2 separate regions of the Rattus norvegicus genome follow, and region 1 is linked to region 2. Evidence: chromatin contacts called from public Hi-C data. All regions are on one chromosome and are shown on one strand. Each heading gives the region's core, a stretch centred on a gene start, on an enhancer-like site or on the middle of the called end of the contact. The rest is flanking DNA. Distances are from core to core; before and after follow the strand shown.

Region 1 (6,294 bases), core at 10-2,509, 320 kb after region 2:
GAATCAGGGATGCCTACTAGGGTTTCAGGGAATCAGGATTCTGTGAAGCGGCAAGGAAATTAGCTGCACTCCCAGATCTCACCAGTGTCCCCCAATCTGGAGGAGGAGAAAGAGGAGGAGGAGGAGGAGGAGGAGGAGGAGGAGGAGGAGGAGGAGGAGGAGGAGGAGGAGGAGGAGGAAGAGGAAGAGGAAGAGGAAGAGGAGGAGAAAAAAATATATATATGAAAGATTTTACATCAGCCTCAAGAAAGAAGACTATTTCTAGATGGGTGTGGTGACATAAACCTGGCCAGGGTAATCCTGGCCCTGGGAGCTGAAGCAGACCACCAGTTCAAGGCCAGCCTCAGCTATACGGCAAGTTCAAGGCTAGCATAGGCTATGTGAAACCCAGTATCAATCCTCGTTTCACATCCCCGAGAAAGCAAACATTTTCAGCTATTTTGTGGGTTCAGGGATTTATGCTTCTCCATTCCCCTCTCTTGAAGATTACACGCAGTTCTTTCTAGAGGAAAAAGGAAAAATTTTTCCCTGGCATGAAAGCAAAGAAAGAAACAGCCTTAAATAATCTCACACCTAGGAAAGAGACTGGTGCCCTCGTATTCTGACCTAAGTGTCTTACTGGCAACTGCTTTCACCTGTAGGCAAATGGTCAGCGAATTATCCCACATTTCAGAGCATTTCCAAAGCCAGAAGGAGAGTGTCAGAGACCAGTAAGGTCTGACAGGGGGTGGGGGTAGTCACCCCCCAAATCAAGCACATGCGGGTATCATCATTTTAGTATCTGAACCTCTGACGGCACTTCCATTTGCTCCAATAGAATGAACCCTCCCCCGCCCCCATGCTGGTCTCCAAGAGAAATTCTGCCCCAAGGGCTGGCGCCTGACCTCCAGAGATTGTAGCGCTGAAATGCATGCATGCCCTGGGAATAACCTTACCCTCAGGTGCCTCACACCTGGCACCTTCCCAGCCACTCGTTTCTGGCACTGTGGAGTAGGGGTCAGCCCGTAGTTCTGCCACCGCACTCTGACCGCCCTTCCTCCTAAACTCAGCACCTGTGCCCAGGAGGAGGGCATTTGATGCCTCCACTCCGCCCCTCAGGCATACTCCTGAGGGCTCACCCGCATCGCAGGTGACCTGGCTCGGGGCAGATTCACTCACCCGGGTCTTGATCGGTACTCCCGGGCTCGCACACCCCGCAGGGGCTCGCGCTCTGTCCTCCCGAGCTGCACGCGCCGCTGCAGCCCAGCCCCTCGGAGCTCTGAGCTCCCTCCTCTCCCCCGCCCACCAACCTGTTACTCCTCAGGAGCTCCGCCCCATTGGCCGTCACCTCCCGCCCCGCCTCACCCCTCCTTCTATTGGTCAGTTTCCCGCAAGGGGCGGAGCAGACACCGCGGGAACCCAGAACCGGGGTCCCCAGCCCGGTGGACGGGAGGGGCGGTGGGGTCACGTGGGCTGGTGGGCGGGGGCGGGGCACGGGGGGACCTAAGAGGCCATTTTGGGGGCGTCGGGGCTTTGCGGACCCTGGTAGCTTAGCACCAGAGCATCCCCTGGGTTCTGTGGGAAATGCCTACCGAGTGCTCTTCTCAAAGCAAATCTCGGTTCACAGCCCTTTCTGCCCTTCATCTGCCTCCGCATAAGCCGGAATACTGTTCTGTCGCTTTCCGCAGAAAATTTCTTCGTAGTCTCCGGACGTCAGCACGTCCTGCATCTCTGCTCGCCTGCCTTATCAGCAATCTGAACCAGAACCCCAGTCCTGGATTCTCATCCTCGGGCTCCTGGCCTCCACAATCATTTGCACCCTTTTTTCTTTGTAGTATGAAATCACCTAATTTACATCATCCTAAAAATCATTTTCATCGTTTTGTCTCCCTATGAAAAGCTCGGCCAAAGCCGAGAGCTTCATTTTCTTTTGTTTTGTACGCTTCATCTCAAACGCCTATAACAGAGGTCAGCACTCTTGGCTCTTAATAAAATACGTGTAGAATGAATGACTTGGGAACCTAGTGCTGTAAATTTATACGCATCAGAATAACCTCTATAAGCAGAAAGGGACTCAACCACAGATTGTAAATCCACCTTTTTTGAAAGCCTGTCAAGTAGGGCTTTTGGTCCCACTACACCGAAAAGACTCTGGGGTGCTTTTGCCTGCAGACTGAGGCAGGTAACATTAAAGCTGGCTCCTAATGTTAACCGCTGAGGTATGTTAAAAAGAAGATTGGCTTAGCTTACCTTGCTGGCCTCTGAATAGTTCTCTCCTTTATTTGTTCGGTAAATATTTATTGTAATATATTGAAGAGGAATCTTCGATACAGCTAGCATTTCCGTGGCGTTAGCTGGAGATCATTCCCTTCCCCTCCCCCAGCCTTTAGATGCTGGGCGTGGACCCTGGAGGGGAAAGTCCACCTACCTGTTCTGTAGCTGGGTTGCTAGGTCTCTGCATTCCAAGAGAAGCCTTCTATAACGGATAGAGCCCTAAGGAAGAACAAGGAGGGAGAGGGGGTGGGGGGAGTGAGAGAATGAGAAAATGTGCAGTTTGGCGACCTTCTGCAGAGGTGGTGTCCCTCCTGGATCAGGTTACTTCTAGACCAAAGAGTGGTTTGGAAAAGAGGTTTTAAAAATAACTAAACAAACAAACAGACTGATGAATTGACCCAAAAGAGAGAGAATCTATCCTGGTGCACACCTTTGATCCTAGCAGAAAGTTTAAGGCCAGCCTGATCTTCAAATTAAGTTCCAAGCCAACCAGAGGTACACCATAGGGGAGGATGTCACAGAAAGACACTAAAATGATACCCCCCCCCCACTTAAATAAAAGTGAAAACCCCTTTTCTAGAAAAGTAGTTGTGAAAGAAGAGAGAGTTGAAGAGAGAGTAGATAACTTTAAACGCCAGGTTGCTGGACCTACCTGCCACAGAGAAAAGTGATTTATTCTCTTCGAGGCTGAAAATACAAAAATTTTGGAGCTGTTGAAATTATCTATAAGCCAGGAGTGGGGGGTGGCATGATAGGGGCCAGGGGGAAAGCACAATTTGCTTACTGGAAGGTCTCTTTTCAACCCAATTGAGGTGTCACCCAATGTGAACTTTTAGAAAACAGGTAAGGTTTTATATACATACTTACAGGGATCATTCCTATGTTCATACTAGAGAGATTTCTCTTAATTGTGCAGATCAAGAAAAAGAAAGGAAACAGGGGGGTTGGGGATTTAGCTCAGCAGTAGAGTGCTTGCCTAGCAAGGCCCTGAGTTTGGTCCTCAGCTCAGGGGTGGGGGTGGGGGCGGGGGTGTCAGTGGTCTTTGGTTCAGAAGTGTTTGCCTAGCATGTGTGGAGGATTTCTCATTAGAGAGATATTACCTGTCATGTCTAAGGCTCTAGGTTCAACCAGTTGGAGGAAGGGTGTCACAGGGGAGCACCTGCCTAGAAAAAAAGTAGCTGGAGAAAGATGCATGGAGACAGGAAAGTGTCCGGTGGCCAGGAGCAGGAAAACACACTTGCTGAGGGAACCAGAAGGAGTGGGAGCCCATAAGGTGAGCACAGAGACCAGGACATAGTGGGAAGATAAGGGGTGTTAAATACTTAAATAGATAAACTGTACAGTTTATATGTAGCCCAGGATGACCCTCTCCATCCTCCAATCTCAGCCTCAGAGCCATGAAGTTGCAAGATTATACCAAGACACCCTACTTACTGAAGGCTTCAGAGCAAGACAGCTGAGGCCTGGCAGAAGGGTAAGGTAGGGCTATATGACATGCAATAGTAAGACTTGATTGAAGCAGCCAGCCTTGTCCTAGGGCAGTGCAAATCGAAGATGGGAGGAGAAAGACCACTGACCCAAACCACCTTGGCTAAACTAATTAAAGCAAGCTTTTTTATTCGTGAACATGGACTGACTCCCCTTGGCAGGGTTTGAGAGGTCAACATTGGATGTGGGAGATGAGACAATGCTTTTTATAGACCAGGGGCAGGGGAGTCCTAAATGGGGGATTTGGTGGACAAAATAGGCTGAGTTATGGGAGCAGAACATAACAAGTTAGTTCCTTCTGAAACAAAGATGTGGTTGCAAGGTGGGCATAACAAGGTCATCATACAACCTTACAAAACAGAGGTAGGGTTGCAAGATGGTTATAAACAACTTTTTGGAACAAAGGCATGATTGCCATTCCTGGAGCAGGCAGTACAGAACCACTAGGGTTGTGGGGGAGGGGGGCATACCCCAGTCCTTGAGAGACAGATTTAATCATAAGCAGGAGCAAACCTAGTTTGTCTTTACAATGAGAGGGCTTTCAAGCCCGAGATGGAGGCAGGATGGTTCCTCGGGACAGGAGACCACTACTGAGAAACATTTTCAGGATGTTTATCATTGTTTGTTCAGCTCTTGAGTTTTACTTACATAGTTTATTGTGATTATTATTTATTTATTTTTTGGAAACAAGAGTCTCATGATATAAGGCAAGCTTCAGACTCACTATGTAGCTCAGGCAGGTCCTGACTTCATGACAACCCTGCCTCTTCCTCCTGGGTACTTGGACTACATCATGCCTAACTAAATGCATAGTCTTTAGCAATAATAGTTTATTAAAACATGCTTTTCCTGATGGAGTTGAATTTCTATTCTTGGTGTGGCTAGGAAAGATAATTAAATATGGTCACAGATGAACCAGGCACATAATCCTACCAGGCAGGAGACTGAGGCAAGAAACCTGCCACAAACTCAGTGCCAGCCTGGATTACATAGTAAGCTCTGGGCTAACCTGAGCTCCAGAGTGAAAATGTGGTAGTTTGAATGAGAATCACCTCTGTAGGTTCATATGTTTGAATACTTGGTCCACAGTTAAGTGAAACTGTTTGGCAAGGATTAGGAGGTGTGGCCTTGTTGGAGGAAGTGTGTCACTGTGGACAGGGTTTGATGTTTCCAAAGACTCTGGCCACTCCCAGTGTATCTGTCTATGCTTCAAGCCATGAATCGAGATGTGAGCTCTTGGCTCCAACATGGTGCCTGCCTGCCACCATGCTCCTCACCATGATGGCCACACTGACTGACTTTAACCCTTTGAAACCGTAAGGTCCAGATAAACTCTTCAGTAAGTTGCCTTGGTCATGGTATCTTATAGCAATAGAAAAATAACTAAGGCAGACCCTATCTGGAAAAATAAAGGCAGGAGGAGGATAGAGGAGTTGGGAAGGAAAGGAAGGAAGAGAAGGAAGGGGAAAGGAAGAACAGGTCACAGTAGTACTTCATATGCTCCTCCAACTTTGGGGTCCAGGACCTCCAAGGGTCTCCAGATGGCATTTCCTCCCCCTCACCCATTTCTCAAGTCTTCTCAGCTTAGCCTGGGAGGCAGAGCCATGGAGACCAGTGACCTCCTAGCAGAGCCCTGATTCTGGAGGCAAGACGCCACGTTCTAACCACCTCTGGGAGAGCTACAGTTCCAGCCAAGTCACCTCAGCTCTTCACAGTCTTCATCCTGAGCTTCCCCTGAGAATTAAGGTGAACCCAGGCTGGCCGTGCGTCACACTTCCCTTCCCAGCACTCAGGAGGAAGATGAGCTCTGTGTTCCAGGCAAACCAAGGCTCCACCGGGAGACACAGTCTTTAAAAAAAAATGCATCCACATTTTATATCCATATTTTTATTCATTCATCTATTTGTTTATCTTTGGCGTCATGGCCACCCCCCTTCCTCCGTATCCTGAGTGCTGGTATGACAGCTTGTCAGCACACCTAGCTCATAGTCATGTTGTTCTCATGAACTCCTAAGGGCAGGTGTGTCATGTTCTTTCTTCAGCTAGCAGCATGAGTAAACACAGCCATAGCAAGATAACTCTTCAGAACAGAGAACCCCAAGCCACTCTTCCCACCACCATTCCCGTCAAGGGAAAGAAAGACCCATCTGGGAGCTCCTTGCTTCGCCCCATCCTCTATCGCCTTTGTCCTCCATCACCTACCAGGGTCTCTCTAGTAGCCTGGGCAACTAAATCCAGTATCTTCAAAATTGCCAGTGTGAATTGAAAATAAGGATGTCAAGCCGGCGGTCGTGAGCTGCGCCCAGGGACCTGAGAAGGGCATTGCTGAGTCATGCCTTTCCTTGATGTGCAGAAAAGGCTGGGCATTAGCCTAGATCGACACTTTATATTCCTAAGTGCTGAGCAGCCTTACAAGAATGCCGCTCGATGCCACGCGTTTGAAAAGGAGTGGATAGAATGCGCACATGGGATCGGTGCTACCCGGGCTAAAAAAGAGTGCAAGATAGAGTATGAAGACTTTGAAGAATGCTTTCTTCGGTTCAAAACGATAAG
Region 2 (6,964 bases), core at 1,314-3,813:
TCATCTTAGCAACACAGCCAGAAGGAATGAATGTTCTGAACGCTTAAATGAATGGGCAGCCTGAAAGCAAGCAGCTCTCAAGCAGGACCCTGTCTTCCCAACCCCCAGTCGTTTCCTGAGCACTCACGGGGGTCATGAATGGTATATGAGAGAAGCAGCCACTCTGGCAGTGTCAGGCAGTGTCTGCCGCTGCATACTGTGTGCGCCATCTGCAACCATTCCTAGGGGCCATTTGAAGGAGGGGCCATCTGGAAGGCCTTGAGACCCAGAATCACCAAGAGAAAGGATTAGGTCAATGATGCAGGTCTGTAACCCAAGTACACCCAAGGCTGAGGTACCATTGTGAGCTGGAGGTCACCCTAGGAGAACATACTTTAAGAAAAAAAGAGAGGGTGGGGGAAGCTGGAGAGATAGTTCAGCAGTTAAGAGCACAGGCTGCTCTTCCAGAAGGACCCAGTTTCAATTCCTAGCAACCATACGGTGGCTCATAATCATCTATGACTCCAGTTCCAAGGGATCTGATCTTTTTCTGTGCCCCATAATAAACCAGGTACACAAATGGTGCACAGATAAACATGCAGGCAAAACATCCATACTATAAAGAAATATTAAATTAAATGAAAATGAAAAACAAGAACAAAAAAAATTAAGAGAGATGGAAGAGAGAGCTGGTGAGGCACAGAAAACAGTGATGGACAGACAGGTGGACTCTTTCAGGAGCCCAAAAGAGCAGGAGGGGATAATTCTGGAGTAAGGGTAATCAAGTGAGATCCCCTTCCTTTGAACGCCCCAGCCTTTTCCAGGGCATCTTTCTAGCTCTGTTCCTAGGTGTGGGGGCCACCACCAGAACTTTGCCTCTTCCTCGAAAGCTCTCCAGACTGGCATCATTTTCTGAGCAGAAAAGTATACATGGGCCTGTTTACCGAAGACCACGAAGTCTGAGGAGATGACCTAGTTAGTGAAGTGCTGCATGAGGCCCAGAACCCACATAATAAAACTGGGGACGGTGGGTGGTAGGTAAGTGTTTGTAGTCTCAGCAATGGGGTGGTGGAAACCAGCACCTCCCCAGGGCTCACTGGCCAATCCGTCCGGCCAATATGGTGAGCTCTCTGTTCCATGAGAGACCCTGTCTCAAAAAAGAAAAATAAAATTAGGTAATGGGTAATTGAGGAAGACACTAGATTTTAATCTCTACCCTCCACAGACACATACTCACAGGTGTACACACATCCACATACATGTACACACACACGAACATGTATGCATACAAAGGGCATGAACACAAAGCCTCAAAGGTCCTCAAAAGCCATCCTACACCCCAACGCTTTTCAGTCCCCCTGGGGCTAAGAAAGGCTATTTCTCCTCATCTCTGTCTCTGAGGCTTAGGGAAATCAGCTCCCTAGATCTTGGGTGCCACTGGAAGCAGAGTGTGACGCTCCAAGGAGGGCCAAGGGTGGAGTGCTGGGAGCGAAGGGACAGCTGCCTGCCCTCTCCATGCCAGGTGCCACGTGCACCAGGTGGAGGGAGTGGGCGAGTCACGAGGCCCTGGCGTGGTCGGCTCCTGCCCTGCTGTTTACCAGCTGGAGAAAGCAGGAGGAGGGGCTGGGAGCCTCCCGCTCACAGCCTGGACCCTAGCCAGCCGTTGTTGGGTAAGCAGGAAAGCCAGGCCCAGCTAATCAAACTCTGGGCTGAGTACGTGCCCGAACTGTAACATCCAATATCCACAGAAGCCTTGGCTCTTGGCCCTCCTCAGGCTCCAGTGCAGGCCTTTTTGAGAACAGATCTAGTCGGGGGCGGGGGTGAAGTAGGGAGGAGCGAGAACGCGAAGGGTGGCGGGGCTCTCAACTTGGTGGTCCAGTACAGTTCCTCTTCTCTCCCTCCTCTGCCCCTCTCCTCTCAATTTGCTCCTCCTCCTGCACACATCCCTCACCCCACCAGAAGTATAGGAAGCACCTAGAAGCCAGGAAAATCCAGAGGAGGGCAGCAGGGAGTGAGAGAGAGGCAAGAGGCAAAGCAGGTGTGCGCTGGGGGAACCCAAGCTGCAGGGAAATGTGATCCCATCCTGGAGATCAGTCGTCGTCGTCGTCGTCGTCGTCGTCGTCGTCGTCGTCGTCTCCCCTCCCCTCCCCCACACACACAACACTTGCTATCTTTTCTCCTTACTCTTCCTGTCTCCCCTTCTTGCCATTCTATCTTCTGTCCTTAAGTCACAAAGACCCAGGTTCAAATCCCAACTCAATCGCGAATTGCCCCGGTGAATTCCTTGACAACAGTGGGTTAATGCTTATGAATGATCAGACTTGCCTGTAAGAGTTATCATGTGGACTTCCAAAAAAACATTCTGATTTACCTACAAGGCCTAACAGACTCAGCACACGGTAGGTAATTAATAAATACTAGCTCCCTTTCACCTGCTTTTCCTCAAGACTCCAGACACTGGTCCACTGCTCTCTCCCTGAGTCCCCTCCTGTGCCAGGACACTCTGCCAGCCACTCCTTTCCCCTGCCTGCTGACGGGCCAGGTGCTCCCTCCCTCTTCCCTCCTCCCTCCCCTGGGCCCTGCTCCCTGCCCTCCTGGGCAGCCAGGGCAGCAAGGACGGCACCAAGGGAGCTACCCCATGGACAGGGCCCCACAGAGACACCACCGAACATCTCGGGGTAAGAGACCTAAAGCCCTGAAGGCAGGTGGAAGGGACTGTCAGGAGACTCAGAGGAGGGGAGGGATGGGAAGAGACTGGGAAAGAACTGTAAGAAGAGAGGTGAGCAGAGGGGAGACCGACTGGCAGGCAAGAGCAGAACGGCGGGACAGGTCGAGTCTTTACATAACTGTAGGGAAATAGGAAGAGTGCCTACGGCAACAGCAGGAGGAGGCCTAGGAAGGCAGGGAGCGCAAGAAGGAAGAGACAGGTTGGAGTGGGGGCAGGAGGGAGGAGCTGTGTTAGGGAGGCCTGATCGAGAGAAGGATGGGAACGGGCTGGCTCCCAGGTACAAGCAGGCCCCTCCCTGCCACAGAACCGTGGGCCGTATGACTGGAAGGATAGCTCTCCACCTTCCTATTCATTCACAAGTGGAGTGCCCCGTCTGTCGTTATGGGGCGGGGGCTGAGGGCGGGGGCCTGGGGGAGAAGATGCAATTGCACCCTGCCAGCTGCTCCAGCCCATCGGTCCCACACTTTCCTTCAAGCTGGTCCACGCACAAAGTTTTATCTTTGTAGTGTGAGGCACCAGTGGAGCACAGGAAGAAGGTACTGGGGGAACAGTCCACCAATGGCGTGAGGAGGGAGCCCTTCAGAACAGGACAGCCCCTCCCTCCCATGCTTGTCAGCTGGGAACCTAGAGAGAGTGATCGACAGAAGTACCAGCTTCTAGGGCCACTAGAGAAGGGCCCCGGGGTAGGGGTGGGGGCCAACAAGGGGAGTGTCCCTCTGCAAGACTTCTCTCTGAATTACAAAGCTGGAGGTTGGACAAGGGTGCCACGTCAGGGAGGAAACTGAGTAGGGCCAGACAGGATTAGAGGGAGGTGGGCATGGCATGAGGCCACACCCTCTCTGGGCAGGCCTTCCCCTCCCCCACTTGGGGAACCAGGGTACCAGGCCCCATTTACTATCATGGCGATGAAATGAAGGAAGCCTGGCTGCAGGGTGCATCTCCTGGCAGAGGGACAGTGAAGGAAAGACAGGAGACTTGCGTGCCGGGCTTAGACAGCAGAAGGCAAAAAGTAACAGAAAGGAATCAAAGGTTAGGGACATTACAGGCCAGGCTAATGGACTTTCTGGAACCAAAGACTGGCCCTAGGCACTGTGGATATAGGAAATGGAAGAGAGCCTCTTTTGCCAAGAGTTCCCTCTCTAGGTGTTTCCCAAATACTGACTGCCTGCTGACTTCATCCCAAATACATGGGCAGCCCTGTAACTCTGCAGTATCCATGGCTTTCCCCTTAGCAGCTGCTCCCCTGGACAGCAAAACATTTCTGTAAACCTCCATGAACCGTTGTGCCTCCTACTGTCCGTCCGTCCGTCCATCCAATACTGTCCAGACCCAGACCCAGCAGAGCAGCAAGGAAAAGGGATCTTCCTTCTACAGGCTTGTGAAGCGCACAGTGGTGGCCAGAGAGGGTCTGTCCACAGCTCTGCCCTCTTCCACCCCTCCCCATCTATTCCCAGCCCCACACCTCTGCAACTCCCCCATGCTTCCTGGCAGAGATAAGCAAGCAAAAGACTGCATTCTTTCTCTCAGGGACTTAATCTGGGTGCAGAATATTTGTGTACCTCACATGCACCAGATACTAGAGGGTTCTTGCTGTTCCCCAGAGCAGCAAGCCGAACGAGACAGACAGAGGCTCTGTGTCCAGATGGCTTACAATCTAGAAGGGACGGTGGCACACCTAGGACAGTTGTCTGCTACGTCAGGTGCCAGGGAACAATGCACAGTGCTGGCTGAGTGAACCCCAGGGCAGGGGAGAGGGCAGGGGAGGCTGCTCCAGAGGAAAAGAGAGACATCGGAGACCTAGCTAAATGAAGGTATGGGTGGGAGGCAGAGTGTGGTGTGGGGAAGTCCTGGAGGCAGAGAGGAGTTGGGTGCTTTCGGGACCTGGAAGAGGGCCAGTGTGGCCAAAGGGCAAAGTGATGGCTCTGCCAAGGGGCCCAGCTTCTCAGAGGCCAGGCAGTGCTGGGGGGAAACTGGGGTAGGGAGGGAGTCAGTAACTGGGGGAGTTTTTGGCTTCCCCCCCTCCCCCTGCAGGGTTTCTGTTGACTGACACCCCCCCCTCCCTTTACAGAGTTGCTGGCTGCAAAGAAGACCCACACCTGTGAGTAGGGGTTTGGGCCAAGGTGGTACTGGGTATGGCAAAACTGTTCAGTTCGGAAGCCATGAGTAAAGGAACAACCTGGGCCTGGACAGAAGTGGAAGAGTCAGCCTAAGACTGCAAGGCCCAAGAGATGAGGGCCAAAGGAAAAGATTTACAGGCCAGGACAGAAAAAGAAGAAACCCAAGGAGTGCCAAGTAACAGGCATAGAAAGAAAAGGGGAACTGGGAAAGAGGAGGGCAGAGTGCTGGACAGAGCCTCAGCTGCTGGGCCAGGCCAGGGAGGAGGTGTAAGGCCACCCAGCCTCTGAATTAACTCAGCAGCCACAATGGGAGGCCTGGGAGCGTGCCCAGGGCTTTGTGGTGGCAGAGCCAGGTTTGGTGTTCATCTCTGTGGTTAACACATTCTGAGGTGTGAGCAAGCCTGGAACGAGGCTCTGCAGAACCAGAGAGCAGGAAAGCTGGTCTCTGTACAAGGAATGGACAGAGACACTGTTTCCTGGGGTCCTGAAATCCTCAGACTACAGTGTATGAGGAAGAGACTAGAGTTCCAGAAGGGCTTCCCAATGGACGCAAACATCTTGTCTCTGGCCATTGCAGCACCCCCAATCCAGCCACATAGAGAGAGGCTATTCTCCTACAAAATGTGTCCATTCCACCAAAGTCCTGCCCAGGGGAGTCGTGCATACCCTCAGCAGCTTGGGGGCACTCTGGAAAAGACACAAGCATGGTCATTAAGTTAATGGTGACAATTTCATCAGGAGGGGTCACCTCTACCCCTCCATCACACACTCATTGGTTGCCCACCAATCCCTCCCACTGCCAAAGACATCTGCGGCCTTCCTGTCCCAGCATCCTTCCTCCCTGAGCTTGGGGGCTCCATCCTCCTGGGGGGTCAGAGCTGCTTGGCTCAGCATAATCCTGATCACCTCGTGTGTGTTCGCCACAGGGCCCCACGGAAACACTGAGCGGGGCCTGGGAGGAAAGCGAGTCAGAATGACGCAGTCAGACTGGGGGAGGGGACCAGGGACCACATTGGGGGAAGAGGGGGACTTTTGGAGAGTGGAAACTGGGAGAGACCAAGCCAAGCTTTTAGATCTGCCTCCCATCCTTGTAGCCCCTACCATGTGTCCTCCTGAGGCTGGTCACCCTCATCCATCCAATGTCCAACTCCCAAGCCTGCAGACAGAGCTTTTTACTAGCCAGCAAGATTGAAGACCTCTCGAGGAGGTTGGTCCAGACACTGAGATCCACTCCCCAACCCCAGGCCAAGAAAATAAAAACTGCCTCCCAAGTGAAATAACCTCAAGAAAGGAGTCCAAGCTGAGAAACCTAGGGGGCACACCCAGACCAAGTGGGGGCCTAATAACTAGGGGACCAGAGGGGAATCTCCAAGGCTGAGGTACCCCACAGAGCAGATGGAAAGCAAAGGGGCCCATCGATAGGAAACTTCACAGAAACCTGCACAGAAACTCAAGGGCCAGGAGACTGGACAGTCTGAGACACACTCGAAATCAAACCTGAACCAGAGACAACCTCCTGCCCCTCAAATGGATCTGAGGTCACTCTGCCTGGCCTTAAACCCTTACTCAACCATTCACTATGGTGTGATCTTGTGCAGGTTACTTAATCTCTCTGTGTCTCACCCTCCTTGTCTTTGGGATGGGATAGTAGTTATTACATAAAGTGTTTTATGGGCCTCATGAAATCCACCCAGAACTGAATCATTCCCAACACACTGCTGTTAAGAGGATGAAGATGGTGGCTTCACTCTCTGTGTCCCAGACTAGCAGTCTTGCTCCCATAGGACCAACGGGTATTTACCTAATGATACTGCAGCTATCACTTCCTCAGCCCAGGATAGCATCATGTGTAGGAGGAATGCCGTGTGGTGAGGGTTCAGCAGCCTCCAATTGTACCACACTGGTATGACTGTTGACAGTCCACAGGGTCTCAGTGCCACAAGACACCACCCAAGACAGAGATTCCTGTGACTTACCTCTGGGACATCCCTACCCCTGGTGTCACCTGGTGAGGAGGGCCTGGGGTACTCAGGAAGAGGGGATTTCGAGCTTGGTCTCTGCCCATGAGCTCCACGAAGCTCCCCAGCTAGAACTCCCCTGGCAAGTGGAAACAGCTTTTACCGCGGCTGTGGCTGTGGTT

What was found. A called contact is a pair of places that touch in the nucleus more often than the background predicts.
Region 1: a contact with region 2 is called in a Hi-C map of liver, with 3 times the contacts expected there. The contact joins the promoter of Cgn here to the promoter of Rorc in region 2. A contact is called at or near these places in 2 of 12 Hi-C or Micro-C datasets (both in liver).

The regions. Positions count from the first base shown.
Region 1 is chr2:185,022,376-185,028,669 of GRCr8, forward strand. Cgn (cingulin) reads right to left here and starts at 1,260. Exons shown (of 21, transcript NM_001427774.1): 1 at 1,159-1,260. It also overlaps the pseudogene Ndufs5-ps2.
Region 2 is chr2:184,696,258-184,703,221 of GRCr8, forward strand. It overlaps Rorc (RAR-related orphan receptor C), which reads left to right and starts at 2,564. Exons shown (of 11, transcript NM_001427272.1): 1 at 2,564-2,657; 2 at 4,776-4,805. The coding sequence starts at 2,618.